Linked DNA regions of Mus musculus: regions 2 and 3 are each linked to region 1. Evidence: chromatin contacts called from public ChIA-PET data. All regions are on one chromosome and are shown on one strand. Each heading gives the region's core, a stretch centred on a gene start, on an enhancer-like site or on the middle of the called end of the contact. The rest is flanking DNA. Distances are from core to core; before and after follow the strand shown.

Evidence for each region. ChIA-PET counts read pairs in DNA pulled down with a chosen protein or histone mark.
Region 2: an RNA polymerase II ChIA-PET map of memory CD8 T cells shows a contact between it and region 1, with 12 times the contacts expected there. The contact joins two enhancer-like sites. A contact is called at or near these places in 1 of 39 promoter capture datasets (the 3T3-L1 cell line), 1 of 15 datasets of contacts at CTCF or cohesin (pro-B cells), 48 of 484 Hi-C or Micro-C datasets (the C2C12 cell line, CD4 T cells, CD8 T cells and 30 more) and 6 of 115 datasets of contacts at active chromatin or transcription factors (bone marrow-derived dendritic cells, cardiomyocytes, embryonic stem cells and 3 more).
Region 3: an RNA polymerase II ChIA-PET map of memory CD8 T cells shows a contact between it and region 1, with 13 read pairs. The contact joins two enhancer-like sites. A contact is called at or near these places in 21 of 484 Hi-C or Micro-C datasets (the C2C12 cell line, CD4 T cells, DN2 thymocytes and 14 more) and 5 of 115 datasets of contacts at active chromatin or transcription factors (bone marrow-derived macrophages, cardiomyocytes, kidney and 2 more).

Annotation. Positions count from the first base shown.
Region 1 is chr2:59,439,262-59,443,800 of GRCm38.p6, forward strand. No RefSeq gene overlaps it. Among named protein-coding and RNA genes, the nearest start is that of Gm46743, 21 kb to the left of the region's middle. Within about 2 kb of position 2,425, at least 9 of the 459 cell types and tissues checked have an H3K27ac peak or open chromatin away from gene starts, as enhancers often do. A contact at or near this core is called in CD8 T cells and memory CD8 T cells, where this site is marked.
Region 2 is chr2:58,820,617-58,825,155 of GRCm38.p6, forward strand. Ccdc148 (coiled-coil domain containing 148) reads right to left here. Exons shown (of 15, transcript NM_001372501.1): 15 at 1,081-3,084. The coding sequence ends at 2,938. Among named protein-coding and RNA genes, the nearest start is that of Upp2, 68 kb to the left of the region's middle. Within about 2 kb of position 2,020, at least 8 of the 459 cell types and tissues checked have an H3K27ac peak or open chromatin away from gene starts, as enhancers often do. A contact at or near this core is called in CD8 T cells and memory CD8 T cells, where this site is marked.
Region 3 is chr2:58,842,302-58,846,840 of GRCm38.p6, forward strand. All of the region lies in intron 12 of Ccdc148 (coiled-coil domain containing 148), which reads right to left. Among named protein-coding and RNA genes, the nearest start is that of Upp2, 89 kb to the left of the region's middle. Within about 2 kb of position 2,445, at least 24 of the 459 cell types and tissues checked have an H3K27ac peak or open chromatin away from gene starts, as enhancers often do. A contact at or near this core is called in memory CD8 T cells, where this site is marked.

The DNA of each region.
Region 1 (4,539 bases), core at 1,175-3,674:
TTATGCCAAAGTTATAGACACCCTCAAGGTGGAAATCAATTCGTGGGGCCTGTGGGTGCAGCTTAGGGAGAAGGGTTGCTTGTACAGGAAATAAAAGACCTGAGAGGAGCGCATGTTTAGACCATGGTGTTTAGAAACAACAACCAGACTTTGTAGTAACCCCTGCCCGAATGCCAGCTCACATAATAACAAAACATAAGAAACCTTGGTGATGGCCCATGCCAACTCGGACGTGAGGAACTTAGGGTCCAAGGACAGATCTGTGATCTTAAAAGAATGTAATGAGCTGTTGGCATTCCTGGGGTGCAGACTCGATAAGAAACTAGATCAGAAAAAGGGTTTGTTTGTATTTCTTCTGCCCACAGAGGCAAAGGAGGAAAAGAAAAGCCAGAGCCCAGATGAACAACTGGAAGCTGGTATGTTCCTGGTCAATGAGGTGAGCAGCTGACCTGGGCTTCACGCCCTGGTCCCTCATCACAGACTACATCCTTCTCTTCTCTTCTCTCTCTCTCTCTCTCTCTCTCTCTCTCTCTCTCTCTCTCTCTCTCTCTTATGGTGAAATAGCCTGAGTTGACAGAAGCTGCTGTCAAATGCTCCTCTCTGACCTAATCTACAGCCTTTCAACTAATGCCAGAACCAGAGCCCTAAAGCTGCCAACACATCTGAAAAAATACTTAACTCTTTGTCTGAGGATCGGACCCAGTTGTCCAAATAAAGTCCAAATAACGAGCACAGTGAAGCTATTCCGTGTATTTTTCATGTGTGCCTGGGAACAAACGTTATAGTCCCTGCCGATGAGATTTCTTTTCTTCAATGGTATTGCAGGGCTGCAGCTTCAGAGCATGCGCAGTCTGATGGGCGAGCATGCTGAGAGCCAGGTGAGGTTTTCTTTGTCTTCACTGCGCTGGGTACGGAACCTTCCTGGCATCTGTTGTGAATGGGGCACCAGCAGTTAGGAATCAGGATCTGTGTGCTTATTCCGTTTTACAGCAAGTGGCAACAGAGGAGAAGAGACACAGCCCTGCAGGGTACAAGTAGCCACTCTCTAGCCTACAGCACAGCACACCAAAGGCACAGTTTCCGCAGAAGTCCTATGTTTTTCATATGATGAGCCATTCAGTTAATACCAAATGCCGTTTCTATCAGTCTTACTTCTTTTTCTCCAAGCAGAGCAGAGAGAATTTGGAGTCCTTTGCCTTGTTTCTTCAATAAAAGGAAGACATAGATCTATATCACTTCTTTTGATCAGAGAACTCAGCATTTCTACCCACCTGGCATCTTCTTTGTCTTTGATTCATCACTATAAACTCAACAAATAGTTGTATTAGCACTACCAGGAAAGGTAGGGACGTGTGGGCTTGTTTCTGCTCACCACAAGGGGGAGCCATTGCGCCCTCCTGGTTAGTCATTCCCACTACAGTACCTAAGGTCAGTGCTGGGTCTACACCTGTGCCCTCACTCGACACAGCTTGGAGTGGCCCGCTGTAGCAGCAAAACAAAAGTAGATGGAGAATCCAAAAGGAGTGAAAACGGGTGCTCAGGGGAAAAAAATGCCTGGAATGATGCACAATCATAGAACTATTTACAAGAGCCAAGAAATGGAAACAGCACAAATGCTTGTCACCAGTTGAAGAGATAAACAAATGATAAGATAGACACTTGTCGGAATATTACTCACTCAGAAAAGAACTGTAGCTCTGAACTATACACAATACATGGGTAAAACTAGAAAATACCATGCAAAGTGAAAGATGATGAAGACGAAGCTTTTATCGTATAATCTAATACACCTGAAATAGAATATATAAGTTATATAGATGCACTATAGACTGATGACTTTGGCTAGGGACTAATTGTTTAGTGAGCATAAGCTTTATTTGGGGATGTGGAAATCCTGGGAACTAGGTAGAGATGATAGCATTGTGTATAAGCCATGGGATTCCTTGCTTTACAATGATAAACTTTATGCTATGTGAATTTTATCCCAATAAAATTTCTTTTCAATAAACATTGTTGAGTGATGAGTTAGACAACAGGTGTCTGGGATCAGGACATTGGGGTCTTGACAAACACCCTAGAAGGGAGACATTTGAGACAACAAACACGGTGTACAATAAAGAAGCAGTAGGAAGCCAACAGTGTGTGAGTGGGGGGTGGGGGCGAGATGCCCCGAGTTATCTGGTGTTCTAGGGGAATGGGACATGTAGGGACAGAGGACTGGTGGCCAGAGTCACTGACTGAGCTGGTCATTTCCAGATGCTTGGTGTCTTATTCAAAGCATTTTTTCCATAAACACAGATCTAACAGGGAAATTTTATTTAAAGCAAAGTGACAGTTTAAATCAGAGTGACAGTGGGCCACCTGAGTGAGGGCACTCAAGGGCCCTGACTACCATGTGGGGATTCTTCTAATGCGGTTTGACAGAAGGTGGAGCTAGGTTGCAAAGTGGCGTAGCTTGGGCAGTTCTGTTTTGAGTAACAAATTTGAGTTATGTAAGTCTCTGCTTACCATGCATGTCCTTTCCCATAATGAATCTGATGGCAGCCCTACGAATGTCCAATTATGCACAGGCACAGGGTGGGAAGCAGGAGACTCTCCCAGAGAGTTTGCTTTGAGGACAGAGTTGGCCTCGGAGCACTCAAAACCAGTTCAGGCCAGATCAGACGGTCTCTCTTGGTTTCAGGGCATGTTCCAGGACATGTTTGAATAGAAATAGGGCATTACAAGAGGCTTCTATGCGGGGTAATTTATTTCTGTTGTTTAAAGCAGGTGACAGTTTGATGCAAGTGGGGCTCCTATGTGCTAAAAGGTTGCTAGGCGTGCTGATCAGGGAGAGATGTGTGTATTGTACTTATATGTAAGCATCTCAGGCTGCCAAGAGCATTATTAGAAGGATGTGTGTATGGTCCAGACAAGCAGAGTCCCAACAGAGGACAACAGAGTCCCAACAAGGATGTGTGCATGGCCCAAAACAAGCGGAGTCCCAGGTTGCTAAGCTATTCCCTATACTTGTCTGTCTCGTGAACAAAAGCAGCAAACATCTTTTTTTTTTTTTCAAAGAATGGCAAATGGATAGTGAATTTATTTTCATTAAGGACGTATCCTGTAAAAGACAATTCTAAGCATTTACACTAAGGACAGGAACTCCCCAACAGAGGAACCACCCAAATCCTATATAGTTTTGTTTGTTTGTTTTTTAATCTTGCCTCAAGTTTATTTGTAAAAACAGAATAAGACACTGGTCATCTGCAAATAGTGTGTGGGTAGGTGTGTCCCAGCAATTCATCTGTCTTCACATTGGCAGTAGAAGCCTTTTCTACGGGGCCTTCACAGGGGGCTGGGCACCTTTGGGAGCCCGAGCTGGAGCAGAGGCCTGGGCTCTAGCTTGAACTTTGGGCTCTGGTTGGCAAAGCCTACAACCCTTGCCTACATTCACAACTGAGGGTGATGCTAAATTTCTGTTAGAGATTTCAGTAACGAGACTTTGCGGGTCCCAGCTTCAGAGCCGCTCCGTTCCAAGCTTGCATGAGAGACTGTGGGGCAGTCTAGAGCTCTCAGGCTGCTGTTGTCTGACAGAAGGACTGGAAACCACGAGGCCAACCCAGGCTATGTCTGTTCACAACAAGGCCGGAGACTTGGGGCTAGCCTGAGAGGTGATGTCACGTGACTAAGGAAGGGTGGGATGAGTGCTCGATAGGAGAATGTGAGGGTAGATTTCAGGACACAAGTTAGCAGGAGAGAGCTGCCTGCTGTGTACACACATGCAGCTTGGATGGCAAGGCTCATCATGCATTGTCTGAGGTTTTCTCTTCACAGAAGGAGGCAAATAAGGGCTACTGAGCGGATGAAGCTTGTGGATTACCAACAAAGAAGAGGTTAATGGCAGTCCTGTTTCCTCAAGGATGCACTGTTTGTTTGTGTGTGTGTGTGTGTGTGTGCGCACGCGCGCGTGCACACATGTGGGAAGGATAGAGATAGCATCTACAGGAAAAAGCTTCAGAAATTGCTCTTACCTGGCACGTAATGGGAGGGGGGCAGGGAGACAACCCCATTCTAAGTGATATTCCATGTCTATTCATTCTACCCTAACAAACATAAGGCAAGACCCCCCATTCTCCCTAGGGATCCCTAAATTATTAAACATGCTCCTTACTCTCCCTATACTAACCCTGGATCTCTTCAGCACCTCTCCCGTGGGTCACCTGTTCCTGCTCTAATCCCTTGCCGTTAATAAATTGTACGATGCAAGTTTCATCACGCCGTCTAAAACCCGTCACTTTCAATTTGGCCTCCCAATCCTGACACCTGGCTCCAGTGACCTTGCAGGCTCATCCTTAGTCATCCCACTATCGTACTTTATCTCCCAGCAGGAACAGAGAGAGCTTTAGGGCTCAAAGTTTCCCTGAGCACGCCAGGTCCTCTCCATCTCCATCGCCCTGGTCTTTAACTGGTGTCTCTGCCATCAGACCAGAGCAAGGACTATGCTTTGTTTGTGTGGCTATAGTTTCAGCCTAGTACTTATTGGTTACATGAATTAAC
Region 2 (4,539 bases), core at 770-3,269, 620 kb before region 1:
ATCCCTGGTTAAGTAATACAACAGCTTCAGGAACTTGTGGCTCTTCAATCCTGTCTGTCTCCCTAGTCACTGTTATTTTATTTTATTTATTTTACTTTATTTTATTTCATTTCTCTATTCTGTTGCCTTCCTTGTACCCATAAGCAATACAGATTATCTTGGCAGGATTTTTTTCTTTTTAGATAAATGAAATATGACATTTCACTCCTTTTGGTAAATATCCTGTCCATATCAATACATTTCTCCCTATTTCCTTTGAGATATGTAATTCTATAAACAAATATTTCATAGTTTTTCTGTCCGTCCAGCTTACTCCTGATGAGATGTAGTTTGTTTTTCTTTGTGAAGCCCCATTTCTTCCTCCCTACACACGGGTGTAGGAGTTTCTTGATAGCACACATCTAGATTGAGAGTTGCTGGATCAAAGATTGTAATAAGTGTCACCTCAGCAGGCAGTGCTCTCCAATCCACACTAACACATACTTATTTCCTTTGTCTTTCTTTGAGACAATGTCTGATATACTCCACCTATCCTCAGACTGGCTATAAAGCTGAGGCTGGCCTTGAACCTCTGATCTTCCTGCTTCTACCTCCCAAGTGTTCCTAAGTAAGAATGTTCTACCATACAGTTGCTTTGTGCTCCTTTGGCTTTGGAGACATTGGATACTTTGGATACATCATGTAGCCTAGGTTGGCCTCCACCTATTGGTTTAAGGCCTCTATTTGAAGGCAACTGATAAATGTATATTGTTTTATCTTTCTGAACTTATTTCTAGATCTTTAAAATGACAAGAACCCTATCATAAGGCTGTGAGGATGATCAAGTACCATACAGAAAGCACATGCTAATGCTAAGCATTCAGTGTGTACTCAGGGATTAACATCTACTATTAATACAACTTCTTTAAAAATAATGAAGAAAACAGTCAGAGACCGAGTCTGGGTGTAGGCAATGGCTAGTCTGCTTTGCTATGCATATATCCACTCAATTTTCCTCACAACCACAGTGTAGGATGTCTCCCTTTCTCAGAACAGCAGTGCCACATGCCCAAGGTGGTTCCAGCTACGAGTCTTTAGCTCTTTGTTTTTGTAATATTTATTTATTTATTTTTATTTATGTGAGTACAGTGTCTTCATATACACCAGAAGAGGGCATCGGATCCCCATTACAAATGGTTGTGAGAGCCACCATGTGGTTGGTTGCTGAGAATTAAACTCAGGACCCCTGGAAGAGCAGTCAGTGCTCTTAACTGCTGAGCCATCTCTCCAGCCCAAATCTTTAGCTCTTAAGAGAGTGTAAAAGAGTTAATGTGTCAATAGTGTTTGGACACAATCCCATGACTTTGGTGTGGACATCCAGGACAGTAAGGATCCACAGGCTCAGCAGCATCCATATCGCGCTGTTTTGCACACGATGATTTTTGTCACAGCAGTTTTCCATGGGTTTATGGTCAGGGTCCCATAAAATAACACTTCGACCCCTAGAAAGACCCCCCAAGACATCCATGCCTACCACTCTCTACCTTTTCCTAAGACTTCTCCATTCTTTGATGAGACATTATAGTGCTGTAAAGAGCAGAAGTAGGGAAGCATTGGGATGGATCCTGGGATGTGGATAAGGTCTCCACCCCCACCCACTCCGTAGAACTCTTATAGAGAAGCCAATGTATTCTGACAGGCTGGGCTGATTTTGTGCACACTTGCCATGCTGTGGGTGGTCACGACAAGCCCCAATCAGCCTGTTTTCTGTGATGTCCTTTTTTCTCTTCCCAATCCCTTCATCTCTCCTTGCCTGCTCTCTCCTATCTTTCTCTCTTTTTTTCAGCAGGGTCTCCTATATTGCAGGCTGGCTGTAAATGACTATATATCCAAGGATGACCTTGACCTCTGATACTCTTGCTTCCCATCTCCCAAGTGCTAGACTCATGTTTCCCACCACATCCAGTTTATGGGGCGCTGGGGATCAGAGTCAGAGCTTTGGGCTTCTAGGCAAGTGTCCTAGCTGAGCTCCATCCTCAGCCCTGGGTTTTGTGGTTTTCAGAGCATTCTCAGAACTACCTAGAGATAACACCCCTGGGGTCTAGGTGTGGACAGGAAATACAGGAAATGGCAGCAAAGAAAAATAAAGAAAAAAAAAGTCATCAGTCTCCTTACTGTGATTGGCACCTAGAAGTTTTAAAAAACACATTTTCTTACTGAAAATTTTTCTTGCTTCCTTTTGGAGATAGCCAAAATTTTATAGGCAGGCTTTATTTGAGATACTTCTTTTCAAGAAATTCATCTAGGGATTTCTTAGATAATTAGGAACTTTTAATAACTTTTCAAGTATCATAAAATTTCAGTTTTTCTTTCTAAACAACCACACTGCCATGTCTTCTCAGTTAAAAACAAAAACAGGTATTCCCGTGATAGTGACACTGTCTAATTTCTTTTAAAGCCAGATTTGTAAACTGAGAGTGTTCAGATAATTGGTTTGCCATAAACATGATGTACCAAACTGATTTCTAAATTTAGAGAAAAGTTGAATCTCCTCTTAGAATAACCAAGAAACAATAGACGTATTAATGATAATTAAGCTTCCATAATTAAACATCAAATACTGAAGTAACAAGCTGAAATGCATGTACCTGTGGAGTAGACAACCCTTGAAAATGGTTATTTTCAGCTCCTCTTCATAGAAAAAAAAAAAAAAAACCAACCTCCAAAATAACAGCTTGCCAAATGACAACATCTATACTGAAGTCTGATAATTTTGGTAAATTTGGTAATAATACATGTTATTTAAAGAAAAAGCAAATGGCGAACAAAACTTTGAAGCTAAAAAAAGGGAAGGTTGTTTAATAAATGCTGTGATTTCTCTGTGCAGTCTTTTTCTAAGCATTTAGAAGCAGGCCCATCACTATCCGTATTCACGCAGTGTTCGTTCTCATGTACCCTCTAGACCTTGAACACGGTCGATTCTGTGTCCTTCCTTGGAGGCTTCTGAGGACCAATTTTTGGTAACATCTCTTTGGCATACTGTGTTTTATGGAGTCCAGCTTCTCGAAGTGCTAACTCAAATCGAAGTCGAGGATCGGAAATTATCTGTAGACAAAACAAACAAACAAACAAACAAAAAACAAAACGGGATTTAAGCAAACAATAGCTCGTTTAGCTGAAGCACATCTTCTCCTTCCGGTTTGTTTCCCAAGTCGCATCATGTTTGAAGGTGGATGGTTGGATGGTGAAGCTTCTTAGCCCTGTGACTGCAGAGGTTTTACTGAAAATGTCCACACTATTTCTCACACTATCACTTTCCAGTGCATCACTTCCAACATAGAGTGAATTTGATATTATGTACTACATCAATCAAATACAGCATATTAAAATTACTAAAAAAATGGAATAAAAGAACCTTACCACCAGTACTATTAATGGTTATTTATTGCTGGCTAAAAGCATATAGGATCGTAAAATAAATCTACTTTAATAAATAAAATCAATCTTTAGAATATAGTTTTGAGGCACTGTTATTTAAGAAAGCCATACTTTTAAGTGTATGAGTGTATGACGGCTTGCATGTATATGTACCATGTGCATGTGTAGTGCTTGCAGTGGCTAGGAGAAGGTGTGGTAAGTTAGTTAATGAATCCTGAATATCAAAAATCACATTGTAAGCTAAAAAACAGAAAGAATGTAGCTATGGAATCAATAATTCTTGTAAGTAATGTTTATGTATTTATCCAATCTACCATGGCACAGGTAACAGAAGCCCCTGTTTGGAATTAACCCAGATCAGGAGTTGTGGGAAGTTGTGAGTTGCAAGGTCGCTCTTGGGAGCTGAATCCAGGCCCCTCGAAAGATCCCCAAGTGCTCAGTCATCTCTCCCCTGAGCATCTTCTAACAGCCACTTTAACCTTGCTATCATTTAGTAATGTGTAAATTACACATAAACGCATGCCCACTCCTTGAAAGGGATAATCTGAGGATGGATTTCTATTTCAAGCAGAGAATGTCCCACCCACCCCATGCTAAGTAGGAGCAGACAAACAGATACCCTAGCTTCTGTTCTCATTTATACTTGCCTGGCCCTTAGTCCCTTTCCTATGAATCCTAAATGTCAACACGTTCTTTGACATGATCAGAGATAACCACATATGGACATTTTACCTGAGTCTGACATCATACAACTCTCTAAAAGATACAGTCAAAAGCATCTGAAAATAGCTCCTTCCATGAGTTCGAATGAATGGGAGCAATAGGAGGTTCATGGATAACTAACGTGAGGCTCTGCCTCATGTCGAGAAACGTGGAGGTGTGTGGCATTTCTGGCATGAGGATGTTCTCAGGTAAGAAACAATTAGGGCAACCTTGAAGTCTGACGTAACCTTCCACTAGTCAGAGAGGGAGGAAGAGAGGTCTAATTGGACAGGAAGGCCTCACATTCAAAAGCTGAGGTGAAGCAGGTCAATTTTAGGATGAGGGGAGTTTGGGCAAAAGACTATGCCACTGAGGAGCTTGGTGAAGAAAGGACACTCCGACTGGGTCTTGGATCTCCTA
Region 3 (4,539 bases), core at 1,195-3,694, 600 kb before region 1:
GACTCCAATGTCTCAGCCCCATGGCAAGACCTCCCCTCCTCTCAGTGAAGCTGGGAGGGCTGATCGCTTTTCCCCGGTCTGTGTGCCCATGTTGAGAGTGTGTGTGCTGAAAACATCTGCCATAGCTTTCTATCCCGGATTGCTTTTATTGAGAGCAGATAAACCTGCCTGCTAGTTCAGTCAAATATAATAGCCCTGTTTCCTTGTTTGTGTCTATTAGTAACCCAATCTCCTTGCTCAGCTGTATACAACAATCCCACATCCCTGTCTACCTGTATATAACAAACGTGCTGAGCTTTCAGGGTGCTGTGGCTTTTCCATGACAGAGTCCACACCACCTGGTCCCCTTTGTCGCAAGGGTGTGACACCTACTGGCTCATTTCCCATATGTATGACTCACGGAGTGTAACTATCCCACAGGATAATAACATGTGGATTGTGATATACGTGTCCAAGTCAGTTTTGGGAAACCTAACATGAAGTATAAAAGGTATCTTCATAGAGAAGTTGCTCATATTTGCAGTACTTTGGTGGCAGATACAAGAAATGTTCAAAAGGAAGTTTTAATGAGCTCATTGTCCAAATTTATTTGTTAACAGAAAAGTTGTCAATAGAATCCAGTTTAGGGACTGTTACTTGCCTTTTATAAACAAGCAGGAGTTCTCTAGCAAGCTAACAGGCACAGACATGTATCCACTTTTTGGAACACACTGTAGTTTTATATGTCTTTCTCCATTACTATATTACATTTCCTTCATACAGTAGCTGTGACTCAGTGCCTCCTGCAGCTAGCAAAGTCCGTAAGACATAAAAGATAAACACCCTGAACGAGAGGCAGAATGAATGGTGAATAAGATAGAAAGCAATCCCACCAACTACCCCAGCAAACAGGAACTGATAAAAAAATTATCATCGTATTAAACATATACCCCTCATTATACCTATAAAACTAGAATGGTTTTGTGAGATATTTAACCATTCAAAGAGTTGGAAGAGCCAGGCAGTGGTGGTGCACGCCTTTAATCCCAGCACTTGGGAGTCAGAGGCAGGTGGATTTCTGAGCTCAAGGCCAGCCTGGTCCACAGAGTGAGTTCCAGGACAGCCAGAGCTATACAGAGAAACCCTGCCTCAAAACAAACAAACAAACAAACAAACAAACAAACAAAAAACAAAGAGTTGGAAGAATGAGGGAATAAAGGAGAACAAACCTCACATCTGATTTCTGTGAACGATGAGAAAAGTTAAAAGTCAGACCTGCCAGATTTACTAAATCTGGGACTAGAGAGGAGTAGGGTGGGTCCATGACACTACCATTTTTTCCTATTATGAACTGAAAGCCAAGAGACCACCCAGGCAGGTCCCTATACCTCACTAGCAACAGAAATCCACTTACTGCATACTTGCATGTGAAATCCCGATGTATACCAATATACAACAATTGTCTTTCTGTAACGCACATAAAAACCCCTGAGGGATGGTTACTTTTTTTTTTTTTTTTTTTTTTTGGAGTCCCCAACTCAACTAAATTATGAAATGACTGTGGTACTAGCGAGGTGTGCCTCTGGGTATGCATGTGAACATATTTCTCGAGAAGATTAACTGAGGAGGAAGAATCCTTCCAAATTAGGGGTGACATAATCCCAGTGACTGGAGTCCCTGGCTGAATACCATGGGACAAAGGGGAGAATGAACTAAGGGCTAGGATTCCCTTCTCTCCGCTTCCCGACTCACTCAGATGTGAACAAGCAGCCTCGCTCTCCCACTGCCACAATCAAGAGCCAACACTGCTACTCTGCCTATCCTGTATGAGCAACCAAACCGCCCTGAGCTGTAACCCAGATAAATCCTTCTTCCCTGAAGTTTTTTCGTGAAAGCTGTTTGGTCGCAGCCACAAGCATGCTACTGTAGCAGAGCATCTGTCTAAAAGCCCACCCAGGGGCTGGCACTTGCCACGTGTGACCAAGGAAAGACATCTGCCCTGATACCATGAGGAAATTGGTACAGTGCCTTGAACTCATGAATGGGTTGTAGGTAGACTTAGTTTAGCTTCATGATTGATATGCACTTGAGTTTTTAAAAATTCTTTAAGGCGATTAATAGTGGTGTAAGGAAAAATATACACAAAAGATATGCCCTTTAAAGTACAGAGCTTACACAAACCAGGCTAATAAGATATGCCAGTATGCTATAAAATTCCCGTCCCCAGCCAGGGTTTATTTCCTTTAACTTAATGGGCTGTAGTGGGCACCTTCTCCCCAGGTAGACGACGCAGATGCACTCGGAGGCAGAGGCAGAAGCTGGATTCTCAGCTGCTGGCAGGTGCATTCCTGCCCTTTCCCTCCAGCAAGCGATTTAAGTAAACAAGAGTCTTAAAGCCCGACTTCTCAACACTGCTTTAAAACCCTCTTTCCATTTCCTTTCTTCCTCCCCACGACTCTCAGAACTTTTGCAGGCGGCAAACATCAAAAGGACTAGAGATTTTTTAGAGTGATTCAGCTGCCCACGGCAATGCAGTCAACCTTGGTTTTCTTTCAGCCTGGGAAATGATCAGCGAAGAGGCTCAACAAACAGCTTTAACATCTGAGGCCAAAAAAGAAGCATAAAAATTTACTTTCATAAACACCTCCCGGGAAGGCTGATGTCTGATTTCCTCTTTTTTGTTTCTCTCTGTTTTTTTTTCTTTTTTCTTTTTGTAAAAGCAGCCTTTTAAAATTTCTATTGTAAGAATATTATAAAATGTTTACTGTCAGACTTTGGGGTGGTTGGGAAGATAGCTGATTTGGTAAAGTGGTTGCTTTGCGAACAAGAGGCTCTGGGTTTTGATTTCCTTGAACTCATGCAAAAAAAAAAAAAAAAAAAAAAAAAAAAAAGCTGAGCATCATGGCGGCATGCATTTGCACCCATAATCCTAGTGCTAGGATGTGTGTGGGAGGGACAGGAGGATCCTTGCTGGGTCTAGAGTAATTGGTGACCTCTGGATTCAGTGAGAGACGTTGTCTCCAAAAATAAGAGAGAAATAAAAGAAGAAACCTAAAATCAACTTCCAAATGCTGACACCATTGTATACACTAGCAAGATTTTGCTGAAAGGACCCAGATATAGCTGTCTCCTGAGAGACTATGCCAGGGCCTAGCAAACACAGAAGTGGATGCTCACAGTCAGCTATTGGATGGATCACGGGGCTCCCAATGGAGGAGCTAGAGAAAGTACCCAAGGAGCTAAAGGGACCTGCAACCCTATAGATGGAACAACATTATGAACTAACCGGTATACCGGAGCTCTTGACTCTAGCTACATATGTATCAAAAGATGGCCTAGTCGGCCATCACTGGAAAGAGAGGCCCATTGGACACGCAAACTTTATATGCCCCAGTACAGGGGAATGCCAGGGCCAAAAAAAATGGGAATGGGTGGGTAGGGAAGTGGGGGGGGGGGTATGGGGGACTTTTGGGATAGCATTGGAAATGTAATTGAGGAAAATACGTAATAAATAAATAACAAAAAGAAGAAACCTAATATAAATAACATCACACAAACATGAACACACACCTGAATACTTACATGCAAACCAAACACAGAGACTCCTGTGGTTGTCACCCAAGGAGTAACATCTGAGGTTGACCTCAAGCCTCCACAAGTGAATGTGTGCACGCTCACACTCACCCACACACAAGCACGCACACACACACACACACACACACAGACACACAGACACACATATAAACCATTTTCTTTAGCCATTTGACATATTCTAGAAAACAACAGTGAAGAGTACTAATTGTTGGTTGTGACTTTTCTAGGGCACTTTTCCTTGTGGCCCTCAGAGCTGGCTTACTCTTATTCCAGCTAGCCTGGCAGCCAGTTTTTTCAGTGGCTCCTCCTCCACTGTGCCTCCCTGAACAGCCTTTCCTCTGTCTGAGGATTCAGACTTCTAGACAAAGCCCTGGGATAAATGGTCCCTTTTGCTTTTAACAATGGACACCCCCAGAAGGCAGTGTCCCTAGTTATCTGGTCATCTGGTTAAGGTGACCCTGTCATTGAGCTTGATTGGGTATGAGCAAACCCCTGTGATGTCCTTTCCTAAATTACAAAGTGGGATTTGGCCTCACCCACCCTCCAAGAAGAGTCTCTTAGGATGCCTCTCAAAGGAAACGGAGAAGCTGGAGGAGGCCAATAGACCAGAGGATTATAATGAAACTGCCTTCCAAGAACTGACAATTTGTAAATTTTAATGCTATGTCAGAATTTTAATGAAATCCCTAAGTGAGGAGTAAACAGGGGGAAGGAGACATGGAAAGAAGTAGAGGAGGCTTTCTCATTCAGCTTGCTGGAATGAACATGACTGCTAACACTATCAAAATTTAATTTTAGCAAACAGCCAAATATCGGCCTATTTTGATGTAGCTGACCAACAAACACACTGTGTCTCTTGTCCATATTCTTCACATAGTAGAGCAACAACTTAGAAGGTTTCTTAGAGAAGAAAGTCATCTCTTCTTCCAAAGACTACAGGACCAGACAACAGACCTGGCTTCCCAT